Linked DNA regions of Pan troglodytes: region 2 is linked to region 1. Evidence: chromatin contacts called from public Hi-C data. All regions are on one chromosome and are shown on one strand. The core of a region is the stretch at or near the end of the contact, and the rest is flanking DNA. Distances in the headings are between cores, read along the strand shown.

What was found. Hi-C and Micro-C count contacts between places; a contact is called where the count stands out from the background.
Region 2: a contact with region 1 is called in a Hi-C map of stem cell-derived neural progenitor cells, with 1.9 times the contacts expected there. The contact joins the promoter of SPG21 here to the promoter of LOC134808491 in region 1. A contact is called at or near these places in 1 of 7 Hi-C or Micro-C datasets (stem cell-derived neural progenitor cells) and 1 of 1 datasets of contacts at active chromatin or transcription factors (stem cell-derived excitatory neurons).

What each region holds. Positions count from the first base shown.
Region 1 is chr16:56,825,605-56,832,019 of NHGRI_mPanTro3-v2.0_pri, reverse strand. It overlaps LOC134808491, which reads left to right and starts at 2,254. Exons shown (of 5, transcript XM_063794426.1): 1 at 2,254-2,412; 2 at 2,681-3,088; 3 at 4,287-4,436; 4 at 4,594-4,699; 5 at 5,156-6,092. The coding sequence starts at 2,254. The coding sequence ends at 4,430. PLEKHO2 (pleckstrin homology domain containing O2) reads right to left here and starts at 2,397. Exons shown (of 6, transcript XM_016928365.4): 1 at 2,244-2,397. The coding sequence starts at 2,255.
Region 2 is chr16:56,973,794-56,980,208 of NHGRI_mPanTro3-v2.0_pri, reverse strand. SPG21 (SPG21 abhydrolase domain containing, maspardin) reads left to right here and starts at 2,907. Exons shown (of 13, transcript XR_010151740.1): 1 at 2,907-3,187.

The DNA of each region.
Region 1 (6,415 bases), core at 1,005-3,504:
CCCGTTGCATAGAGGAGGTCACTGAGGCTGAGGGACCTTGGCCCAGGGTGGCCGGGCACAGGGAAGAAGCTGAAAGCTAGCAGGAGGGCTGAAAGCAGCCATGTGAAAGAGATGATGAAGATGGCCTGGGATCATGGGGCAGAGCATGTGGCTATGACCTAAGAGGTGTTTTAGAGAAACAAAGATGGGCACTGAGGCCTAGTGCAACAAGCGGAAGCTACTGGGAGAAGTGGGAGGAAAGCAGAGTTAGGGATGCCAAAGGGGAGTAGGGAAAGGAAGCCCCTGCTGTGGGGGTGAGGCTTGCAGGGGCTTGGGTAAAGTGGACAAGAACTTAGATGGCCCAGGTATTTAGAGAGCTTTGGGCATCTAGGAGTCAGAAAGTGGCAATATAGGCTGGGTGCAATAGCTCATGCCTGTAACCCCAACACTTTCGGAGGCCGAGGCAGGCAGATCACCTGAGGTCAGGACTTCGAGACCAGCCTGACCAACATGGAGAAATCCCATGTCTACTAAAAATACAAAATTAGCCAGGCGTGGTGGTGCATGCCTGTAATCCCAGCTATTCAGGAGGCTGAGGCAGGAGAATTGCTTGAACCCAGGAGGTGGCGGTTGCGGTGAGCCAATATCTTGCCACTGCACTCCAGCCTGGGCAACAAGAGCGAAACTCCGTCTCAAAAAAAAAAAAAAAAAAAGAAAAGAAAGTGACAATGTGAGAGATTCAGGACCAAGGGTGTACAGAGCTGAGCCGGGCCCAGGAGGTGTCCGGAGAACTTCCCTTAATTAGGGGCCAGAGCAGATCAGGAGATGGAGTAATCCTGACCCACATCCTCTGGGAGCAGGGGAGGAGCCCTGGCCAGAGAGCCCAGCCCTTGCAGCAGGGGCCTGGGGCAGGCAGATGGCAGCCCCACCTAACAGCCAGAAAGAAACCGCAGCAAATCACAGAGGCCTGACTTTGCCCCCTACCTTCACCCACTGAGAGAACGGGCCACTGTCAGGCCAGGAGTATGAGGAGGACAGGCACTATATTTTGTAGAAGAGGAAATGAAGGCTGAGAGGGGAAGTGACTTATCTACCATCCCACAGAAAGGCAGGGCCTGGCCTAGAGGGAGCCCTGACGGACCACTAGCTGCTCCTATCCATGGCCCTGGGAAAGTGGGAGGTGGGCACTGAAGGGACACAGGCAGTCCGGTCCACTCAGGGCTTCCCAGCTGGCCAGGGTTCCCCCAAGGCAGAGAACTTCATCTTTCCTCCCCATCCAAGGAGGCAAAGACATGCCCCTTCCCTTGGGCTGAGAGGGGCTGAAGCTGGGACCCCCTCAGGGGATAAGAAACAAATTCACCTTCCTCTAGACCCAACAGGCCCCTCATTTTAACTTAATCATTCCACAGGCATATATTAAGTGCTTGCTGCGTGCTGGACCCTCGGATAAAGCGGCTGCTGGCAGAACTGAGTTTGCAAGTAAAGGGCAGGGGCAGGGGCAAGACCCAATCCCAGGCCAAGAGTGTTCTGAGTGGTTAGAAGGAGGCTCCAGGGACACAGTTGGTCCAGCCCTCGGGTGGGGAAGGCAGGGACTAAGATCAGACCCTAGGTGGGCCGGACTCCCGATTCCTTCCCTACAGCTAGCTGCTCAGATGGATGTGGAGCGGGGAGAGAGTGGGGGAAGATACAGAGACTTATACAAGGGAGAAAAAAGCAACTTCTCCAATCCTCCTGCCACCAAAGCATGGTCACATCCTTGAGACAGGAACCCCCCCAACACACACACACACACACACACACACACACACACACAGAGTCAGGATCCGATCCTTGAGACAGGAACCCCCCAACACACACACACACACACACACAGTCAGGATCCGACACACACACACACACACACACACACACACAGAGTCAGGATCCGACCACGGTAATCGGGGTTCGAGCCCAGTCACCCAGGCCACTTTCAGCAAGTCATCAAACTCGCTGGAGTCTCAGTCTCCTGGTCAATCCAATGGGAACAGTAACAACCACGACGCCCCACAACTGGTGAGAAAGTCAGCGAGAATGAAGGAGGACGCGGTCTGCGAAGTCCCCGATATGGATCCAGCCCCTCGCCCCTGCCCCATTTGCCCAGGCTCTTCCTGAGGTGAGACTGGCGGGAGTGGGGCGGGCAGGAACGAGGGCCTGAGCCCAGGACCGCAATCCCCGTGAGGGGCTCGAGGACCCCAGCCCAACGCCCCGCCGGGCCCCGCCCTCACCTCCTCCTCCATGGCGAGTCCGCCGAGGTCCCGCCGCTCCGCCACTCGCTTCCAGCGCCGCGCGGGCTCTGCCACCGCGTCTACGCCGGCCAGGCGGCGACTCTCCGCGTTCTGTCCCGCCGGCTGCCGGGGGCCCAAGAAACTTCGGGGGGGCGGGGCCGGGGGCGGGGTGAGGCTTCCGGGGGCCGGGGCGGGGCCGGGGAGGGGGCGGTGGGGCCGGGGGCCCGGCCCAGGGCGGGAAATGGGTGGGGAGGGGCGGGGCCTGGGTTGGAGACTGGACGGAGGAGCCGGGCGGAGATGCAACTGGAGGAAGAGGGCGGAGAAGGTTTCCTGCATCGGCGGAGGGAGAGGGACTAGGAGGGGGCTGCGGCGGGGGAGGGGAGGGGGCTTCCGGCCCAGAGACTGAGGCGAGGGTGGCGGGAGCGGCGCGCGGGCAGGGCTGGGGTGGGGCGCACAGAGTGAGCGCTGGGGGCGCTGGCGGTGGAGCCTTTGAAGTCTTCCGAACCAGTGGGCTGGGGTTGCGAGACCGAGCCGAGCTGCCCTGGGCGGCCAGAGATGTGGGCATACAGAGGCTCCTCCTCTTTCCTCCCCGACGCCGGGCAGTGGGCGGTGGCCTGGTCTTCTCCCTGGAACCTCTGGGCGGGGCCGGGCCTGGAGCTTGGGTCTCTGTCCGGAGGGTGGTGTCACAGGAAGAGCTGGAGCTGAGAGTCGGGACTCCGGGGTCCCTTCAGGGGGCGGCCCGCCCCTGGCTCTCAGGGGTCTCCAAGCGCAGTGTTCTCCTGCTCTCCTTGGGCATCGCTCAATCCCTCCCGTATCTGAGGGTCGACCATCCCCCCGATCCCGCGGTGAGCTTGCAGCCCTGACAGCCTTACTGGAGAGTGGGAGTGTGGGGACCAGCAGAGAGTAATGATTTTAGTTATACCATACGCCCTCATTTTACACTGGAGAAACTGAGGCCCAGAGAGAGAAAGTAACTGGCTGCATCGCAGCCTGCAGCACCGCTCCCCTCTCACACACACACGCATACTCCCCCTTAGCTCTCCTGGTCAACCCCGTCCCATGCCAAGGAAGGGAAAATTAAGTGCATGTGAGATCAATGGTAACCTTCTTCGGCTCTGGCTGCCATAGCAGCGGCTGTGCCAGCGACCAAGCTCCCCTTTCACGGCCTTCTGCCAGCCCTCAGGCTCCCAGGCTACTTCTAGCCCTGTATGGAAAAGGGCAGCCTGGGGCTCCCAGGCCAAGGGGAAAGGAGATGCAGGTACACTTCTCCCTCATGCCTAGGCCTGGGATCCTTTATCTAAAGGAATGAAGAAAATTGAGGCTGATATTATAACACTGGTCAAGAAAAAGAAAGAATAGAAAAGAAAAGAAAGAGGAAGGAAGGAAGGAGAGAGAGAGGAAGGAGGGAGGGAAGGAAGGAAAAAAGGAAAGAGAAAAAGAAAAGAAAGAGAAAGGAAGGAAGGAAAAAAGGAAAGAGAAAAAGAAAAGAAAGGAAGGAAGGAAAGAAAGAAAAGAAAAAAGGAAGGAGAGAGGAAGGAAGGAGGGAGGGAAGGAAGGAAAGAAAAGAGAGCCGGGAGCGGTGGCTCACACCTGTAATCCCAGCACTTTGGGAGGCTGAGGCAGGCTGATCACCTGAGGTCGGGAGTTCAGACTAACCTGACCAACGTGGAGAAACCCCGTCTCTACTAAAAATACAAAATTAGCCAGGCGAGGTGGTGCATCCCTGTAATCCCAGCTACTTGAGAGGCTGAGGCAGGAGAATCGCTTGAACCCGAAAGGCGGAGGTTGCAGTGAGCTGAGATCACGCCATTGCACTCCAGTCTGGGCAACAGGAGTGAAACTCTGTCAAAAAAAAAAAGGGAGAGAGAGAGAAGGGAGGGAGGGAGGGACGCAAGGAGGGAAAAGAGAAAGAAAGAAAGGAAAGAAAAAGAGAGAAAGAAAGGAAGGAAAGATGAAGGAAAATTGAGGCTGAGGATCTGAGATAGTCTGTATATGTAGCAACCTCTTTCAGCCACCACATGGTTTTATTCCCTCAATCTGCAGAGCTGTGCAGCATTCTACTCCAATGATCAAGGACTCAGAAGATCTTGTATCTGGAAACTCATGCTCCACCTGCAGCAGACCAGAGACCCTGGGGAAATTCATTTTGTTACGCAGAAGCAGCCCTTTGTAGGGAGAGAGCAGTGAGGACAGGTTGGTTTGACATCCAAATAGTTCTGTCATTTTGAGGAATGAGCCATTGAGAACTACTCTGGCCTCAGTTTTCCCATCTAGCTCAAAAAACCCTCTGGTTTTGCCTCTATACTGTGTGCTTTCATTCAACACATATTTTATTTTCTTTGTCTGTCAGTCCCTACAATAGTGGCTGGGAGATAACGGCAGAGCTCAGGATCCCTGTCCTCTACTGGGGAGAAAGGCATGTAAGAAGATGAGAATGCCGAGTGTTAAATGAGAAGGTAAATGCACAGAGAAGGGGCACCAGAACCAGGACAAAGGGGTAGGACAGGCATTCTAGGGAGAGGGGACAGCGTGTAATCAATGGCATGGAGGCATGAACAGCACAGCATGTGTATGTAGGGCGGCCAGTCTGGAAAAGCAGACAGCTTTGTGCAGAGAGGGCCTTGTAGGTTGTGTGGAGGAGACCACATTTTAACCTCAGGGCAATGGGAAGTCATTGAAGGTTTGGGAGGTGTGGGGGTCTGTTTTGTGTGTGTACCATTTAATCATTCTGCAAAGTGTACTGAGTGCCCCTTAAGTGGGGGTGCTTTCTAAGGCATCATCCTACAATTATTCACTGAAAAGAATGTAAGGCCCCCTGTTATCTACTCACTATTCTAAACTCTCCCTATATCTCATTTAATCCTCACGAAAGTATCCATGAAATAGATACAATTGTTATCCTCATTGAACAGATCAGGAACCTGAGGCTTGAAGAAGTTAGATGACCTGGTTAAGGCCACTTGACTGGATTCAAACCCTGCCTGACTCCACATGACTCCTTTGGGCAGCATCGTGTGACCACACCACGTAAGATCTAGGTCCTGCCTTGGAGAGCTGATGAACCAAACTAGCAGGAAGGTAGAAAAGTCCTGATAAGGACACTTAAAAAAATAATAATATGGGTCTTGCTCCGTCACTCAGGTTGGAGTGCAGTGGTGCAATCACAGCTCAGTGCAGTCTCAACCTCCCAGGCTCAAGTAATCCTCCCACCTTGGCCTCCCAAAGTGCTGGGATTATAGACCTCAGACATGGTACCCAGCCCTGAGAAGGACTCTGATGAAAAAGTACATGGTGTGTGGTGAGAGTGGCTCCCAGAGGAGGGGTTGAGTTGTATTCCAGCAGGGTTAGTTGGATAGGGGCGGAGGGAAAGTTCAGGACAAGAGAACATCTCACAAAAGTGAGAACTTGTAGAATATCCTGACTTGTTAGGTGAATTGTAGGCAGTCTTTATGTGGTCATATGTGTTGGGGGCAGGATGGGGAAGGCGAATTCGGTCAGATGCCGCCAACGAGGCAGCAGGAGCCAGAGCACTAAAGGCCTTGAGTGCTGACCTAAGGGATTGAAATTCCTCCTGCAAGTAGCAGGGGGCTACTGAAGCTTGAAGTGAGGTATGACACAATCTCATTTTCATCTTACAAGCTCATTTTCATGACTGCAATATGGGCAAGAAAGACAGGGTAGTCCATTGAGTAGATTATTCCAGAAATCCAAGTTGGATGTAATGCAACTTGCTGAACCACTGAACCAGAGCAGTGGTTACGAAGATGTGGAGGATAGATTCAAGAGCTAGAAAAGAGATAGAGGGATCAGGACTTGGAGTGGTTTCTTTATTCATTGATTCATCCATTCAAAAAATACCTGTTGTGGCTGGGTGTGGTGGCTCACACCTATAATCCCAGCAATTTGGGAGGCCGAGGCAGGTGGATCACCTGAGGTCAGGAGTTCAAGACCAGCCTGGCCAAGATGGTGAAACCCCGTCTCTACTAAAAATACAAAAATTAGCCAGGCGTGGTGGCAGGCACCTGTAATCCCAGCTACTTGGGAGGCTGAGGCAGAGAACTGCTTGAACCCGGGAGGTGGAGGTTGCAATGAGCGGAGATTGCACCACTGCACTCCAGCCTGGGCGACAGAGTGAGATTCCGTCTAAAAAAAAAAAAAAATAGAAACTGGGG
Region 2 (6,415 bases), core at 1,658-4,157, 150 kb before region 1:
ACTGCAACTGCCGCCTCCCAGGTGGGTTCAAGTGATTATCCTGCCTCAGCCTCCCCAGTAGCTGGGATTACAGGTGTGCACCACCACACCCGGCTAATTTTTGTATTTTTAGTAGAGATGGGGGTTTTGCCATGTTGGCCAGGCTGGTCTCGAACTCCTGACCTCAGGTGATCCACCCGCCTGGGCTTCCCTCAGTGCTGGGATTACAGGTATGAGCCACTATGCCTGGCTGTTTTTAATCATTTTGATCACACAGATAATATATGAATACATTTTAATATAAACTCAACTATTAAATCCAAAGTCAAAGTTCTTCACCACTCCCTCCATCCCCAGTTCCTCCTCCGAGGTAATCACTTAGCTGCTTGGTACATACCTCTCCAAACATTTTAAAAAGTGCATTCACAGCTGGGCGCAGTGGCTCACGCCTGTAATCCCAGCACTTTGGGAGGCCGAGGCGGGAGGATCACGAAGTCAAGAGATCGAGACCATCCTGGCCAACATGGTGAAACCCCGTCTCTACTAAAAATACAAAAATTAGCTGGGTGTGGTGGCAGGCACCTGTAGACCCAGCTACTCGGGAGGCTGAGGCAGAAGAATCGCTTGAATCCGGGAGGCGGAGGTTGCAATGAGCTGAGATGTGCCACTGCAATCCAGCCTGGCAACAGAGCAAGACTCCGTCTCAAAAAATAAAAAGTGCATTCACTTATGTATACACATGCATAGGGATATTTCTGGATCTGGGATTATTTTGTGTGTTTTCAAACAAATATTATCCTGTGAAAAGATAAATTAAGAGGGACAGAGCTCGGGTTTGGGTAATTCTGAGAGCCAGCTGGCCATCTGTTTACTTTGCTTGGTGTTCACAGCATATTTTGTGAACATTCCAGTTTTTCTGTGAGATTCTCACAGATGAATTGGTGCTGTGGGAACCATCTGGCAGACCCCAGCCACAACAGCTGCAAATCCTTACAGCCATGTCTACCAGGTCAGCCTGCACTGGGACCTGCCTGAATCAAAAGTTTGCTGCCTGCATTTGTGCATTACAATTTAGCTGGAATTCACAGATATTAAATGTTCTTTGTTGGGATTAGGAAAGGGACAATGTGCTTGCCATGTGTTATGGAACAACTGAGGACACAAACATGACCATGGGTTCCCTTTCTGAAAGAAGTAAAACTTTATTATTTTTGGATTGGTCTACATTGTAATTAAAGTTGATATGTAACAAAACATATCTACATAGTGATTTTTTTTATTGTCAGTTGTCAAAGTTTACTACCACACTAACAGAACAATGACTTTTAACATACGGGTATATCCATAGACTAGGTCTCATTAAAGCTGTTACTAAATGGGGTCTAGGGATGGGGTCTAAGGAATACAGTTTTAGGAACAAATGTGGAAATGGGGATATATTTATTTATTCCACTCATTAATTCATTCAATATAGTTTTTTGGTGGGAGCAGACGAGGTCTCTCGCTTTGTCACCTAGGGTGTGGTGCAGTGGCTTCGACATCTGGGCTTAACAGATTCTCCCATCTCAGCCTCCTGAGTAGCGGGGACTACAGGCGTGCGCCACCACGCCCGGCTAATTTTTGTATTTTTTTGTACAGACAGGGTCTCCCAGGTTGCCCAGGCTAGTCTCGAACTCCTGGGCTCAAGCGATCCGTCCACCTTGGCCTCCTAAAGTGCTGGGATTACAATCAATATACATTTAGTACCTATTATTTATGGGCTAATCATGTGCTAATGGACTGGTTGAATCACTCTATTCCCTTTGCTCTAGATTGAAGCTTCGAGACCACCTGGGAAAATAGACAACTAATGTAATGAATATCCATAACCAGTTTCAGAGACAACCAGTAGTTTGCAAGTTATTCCACCCATTAAACGATTCCAAATATTGGAGAAAAGGCCCCCAACTTAAAATACTCCACGGAAACGTGCTCTATACATCTATGTGGTGCTTACAATAAAAGATGAATTCCTGCGACTGAGTTGCAACCCCGAAAGAAGTGATTTAGAGAAAGAAAGAAAGAAAGAAAAAGGTAAGTATGACACCGTGCTTTTGGAAAATGCTTTTGGGATTTGTCCAAGTTCCAGAGTGGAACCCAAGGCTCCTGGGCCAGGGGACAGAAGTGATAACTAAGTAGGATGCAATTTAGTTGGAATCTTCCCTGACCTTAATCCCATAAACAGTTGCCTAGGTAAGGGCAAAGTCTACAGGCCCTAAAACAGGGTACAAGCTTTCCCTAAAACATATTAGAGAGAGGCCCTTTCAACAGGACCTTGTTGCAGGATCCCTAAAAAAAAATTCAAAACAAGGAGATTTACATGTTATTCACCTTATCATAATTTCAGAAATATTTTACTAATAAAAAAGGAGTCGTGACGTCTGGAACACCTTAAGACGTGACGTCTGCAACACCTTAAGAACAATGATAACAAATGTATTAATAGTCTCTCTGATTTTAAGGGAAAAGTGATGAAGGAACAGGAAGATGGGTGGGCGTATGTTCCCAGAAATCCCCAGAACGTCAAAAAGGAAGTGGAGGCTTTGAGTGGAGGACTACGGAGAGCGTCTACGGTTGTGCCAAAGGAAAAAAAATGTTCCTAAGAAAAGAGTATACAAAGTTGTGTTCATCAAAGCCTGGAACCCAAAGGTGTCCCTCCAAAGCTGTACACGACAGAGAAAACGCGAACTGAAAGAAGCAGGTCCCAAGGGGCCAGGCGCCTCCTCCACCTCCTCCTCCTCCTAGGTACGTAGGGCAGAACTAAGGCTGACCCAGACGTAACTCAGCCCTCTCCTCTCGCCAGCCGCAGCCAAGGATCCCACGGAGCCTCCCCACGCGCCCGTCGCCGTGGCGACCGCCGGGGCCACGCAGCACCGCCCCTTCCTCGCGACGTGGCCCCGCCCTCTGAGAACCCGGAAGCGGGAGTCTCGCGCCAGCTGAGCGGCGGTCGGGCGGGGGGAGCGCGGCGGCCCAAGCTCGCTCGGCCACGCGCCCCGCCCCTCAGAGGCCGGCCTCCCGCACGCCCCGCGCAGCCTGCTGTGCCCGTGGGTCCCGAGTGCTCCGCCGCCCGCCCCGACCCGGGCCCAGCCGCCTCCACGGCCCGCGCTCGTACTGGAGCGAAGAGCGGCCTCCTGAAGGAGGGGAAGGAACGTGGGGGCGGCCACGGCAGGTGAGGGTGGGCGAAGCCCTGGGAAGCGGCTGGGTGTGCGGTATGCGGGGTTGCAGGTGTGTGTGTGGCGCGTGGCTGCCTTGGTTGGTGTGACTTTGTGAGTGTGTTCTGAGTGGGCCGGTCCATGTGACCACGCACGTGATCACGTGCCCTTGTGAGTGTGTGTCTGGGGCCGAATCTGGGCTGTGGGGTGGTCGGTGTGCTTGTGACCCTGCCTTTGTGTGGCTGTCACCGGTGGGACTGGCGGGGAGCTGTGTGTGAGTCTCCAGCGGGAGGTGGGGGCGGCAGAGGGCTTAACCGGGGCATCCTCCTGTAAACCCATCCTGGGGCTACACGACTGCAGCCCAGGAACATTTCTTTCTTTCTTTCTTTCTTTTTTTTTTTTCTCAGCAAACTTTTAAGAACTCTGAGCAGAGGCCAGTAATTTTGGAGACAGGACCTCGGCCCGAAAGTGATAGATGTCTTTGTTGTTGCTGAGTGTGGGCCAGGTGTAAGGTTTGTAAACGGGGGATGAGGAACAGAGCGGGACCGGAGTGTCTCATTTTTCCTCTTCTCGTTTTCCTGGGGAGTTATAAGTTAGACATTTATGCTGCTTCCTTTGTCTCCACCTACACTGGTTCAGCTCCTTTTGGCACAAAGATTCAACAAATTAAGGAGTAACTTTTTTTTTTTTTTTTTTTTTTTTTTGAGACGGAGTCTCGCTCCGTCGCCCAGGCTGGAGTGCAGTGGCGCCATCCCAGCTCACTGCAAGCTCTGTCTGCTGGGTTTACGCCATTCTCCTGCCTCAGCCTCCCGAGTAGCTGGCACTACAGGCGCCCGCCACCACGCCCGGCTAATTTTTTTGTATTTTTAGTAGAGACGGGGTTTCACCGTGTTAGCCAGGATGGCCTCGATCTCCTGACCTCGTGATCCGCCCGCCTCGGCCTCCCAAAGGGCTGAGATTACAGGCGTGAGCCATCGCGACTGGCCACTGAGGAGTAACTTAATAGCTGTGTCCAAATTCCAAAAGCTTTTTTACCAAGAGCATGAGGAGAGATGTCACAGATGTCAGTTAGGGAGCTTTTCCTCCTGTAAGGTTTAGAGATAATGCAATGAAGGAAAGAGGGATAGATCTCCCCTGAAGAGATCTAAGAAAAGGATAGCTGTGTACTTCTGTGGTGAGGGATGGAGACGTGCATTAAAAAGCCAGTTGCATCTCCCAGAGACTCTCAGCTTCTAATATTTTGTTATGGCTAGTATTTATAAGCACGGATTGTCCATAATGCACATCAACTATAGATTGAAATAAAGTAGCAGAAACCTCTAATTATGCTGGTTATGTGACTTAAACATTGATAAAGGTGATTTTGTTGACTTTAAATTGGCAGGTTCTGTTGAAGCCATGAGGGATAGGGGCATAGTCACAACTGGCAGGTTTTTTTGTTTGTTTGTTTTTTGAGACAGAGTCTCACTCTGTCGCCCAGGCTGGAGTGCAGTGGTGTGATCTCAGCTCACTGCAACCTCCGCCACCCAGGTTCAAGCAATTCTCCTGCCTCAGCCTCCTAAGTAGCTGGGATTACAGGCGCCCATCACCGCGCCCAGCTGATTTGTTTTTGTTGTTGTTGTTTTGTTTGTTTTTTTGAGATGGAGTTTCGCTCTCGTTGCCCAGGCTGGAGTGCAATGGCGCGATCTTGGCTCACCGCAACCTCTGCCTCCCGGGTTCAAGTGATTCTTCTGCCTCAGCTTCCTGCGTAGCTGGGATTACAGGCATGTGCCACCACGCCTAGCTAATTTTGTATTTTTAGTAGAGACGGGGCTGCACCATGTTGGCCAGGCTGGTCTCGAACTCCTGACCTCAGGTGATCCACCTGCCTCAGCCTCCCAAAGTGCTGGGATTATAGGCGTGAGCCACTGCACCCAGCCACAACTGGCAGTTTTTATTGTCCAGCAGCACAAGGGCCAGAGAAGACAGGGAGTCCACAGCACACCCTGAAGAGGGCTTTCCTTAGGCAAGATTAAGGCTAATATTGTGGCTCTTTTCCCACCAGCATGAACAGGTGCTTTTGTTTTTGTGAAGAACAAAATCATGAGAGATCAAATCAGTTTTGAGCTCATGGTCCACATTCTTTCTTATTCAGTACTGACCAGTTTGGTCACAATCTCAGTTAACCTTTGCCATATACAGAATATTCCTCTTATGATTTGGAAAAGTATACCCCTTTGGTGGATGAAAGAGAGCTAGGAGAACAAACTTTCCTATTCATACCACTCACAGCTGTTTTCCCTTTGCAGCAGTGATCTTTTTTTCACTTAGACGTCAGTTGGTCAGATGCAACATTTGGTATCCATTTTACCTTTCATGTACTGCCAAACTAGCACAAGTGTTAAACTTACTTGTCTCTACAAAAATTTAGTCACAGCGGAGTGGAATCTCTCCATCTTGTAAGATTACTTTTAACACGTTGGCATCCTGAGGTGGTTGTTAATTATTCTGAAGACTGTTGGTAAGGAACATCTTTCTATTTGCTGCTATGGGAAAGAAGAGGATGACCGCGTGAATATGTGTGCCTGTGTATGTGTGTATTTGTATGGTGGTTTGGTTTGTGCATTGCAACTGATTTCAAAGCTATGAATGATTTATCCCACTTGGTGACTCTAGAAGCACACTTTCTGGCTTTAGTTAGCTAAGGTGTTTTATAAATCTATTGAGTAGATGTTATTTGCTAAACATGTTTTTTATTTTCCCTCCTTTAGAATAGATTGTTTCTAATAATGCAATACTAGGAAATGTCTCCATTAAGAAGTATTTAGATGATATAGGAGTATTTCAAGTCTGTCCAGGTAGAAAATATTCCAGAATTAAGTATATGTGCTAGTTGCTTTCAATTAAAAGTTACAATCAGCTTAGAGAAAGCCTATAGTTAAAATGGCTTAGTTTTTTTTTTTTGTTTTTTGTTTTTTTTGTTTTTTGTTTTGTTTTGTTTTGTTTTTGAGACAGACTCTCACTCTGTCACCCAGGCTGGAGTGCAGTCTTGGCTCACTGCAACCTCCGCCTCCTGGGTTCAAGCGATTCTCCTGCCTCGCCTCCCAAGTAGTTGGGATTACAGGCGGCCACTGCCATGCCTGGCTAATTTTTTTTGTATTTTTAGTAGAGATGGGGTTTCGCCATGTTGGTCAGGCTGGTCTTGAACTCCTCACCTCAGGTGATCCACCTGCCTCAGCCTCCCAAACTGCTGGGATTACAGGTGT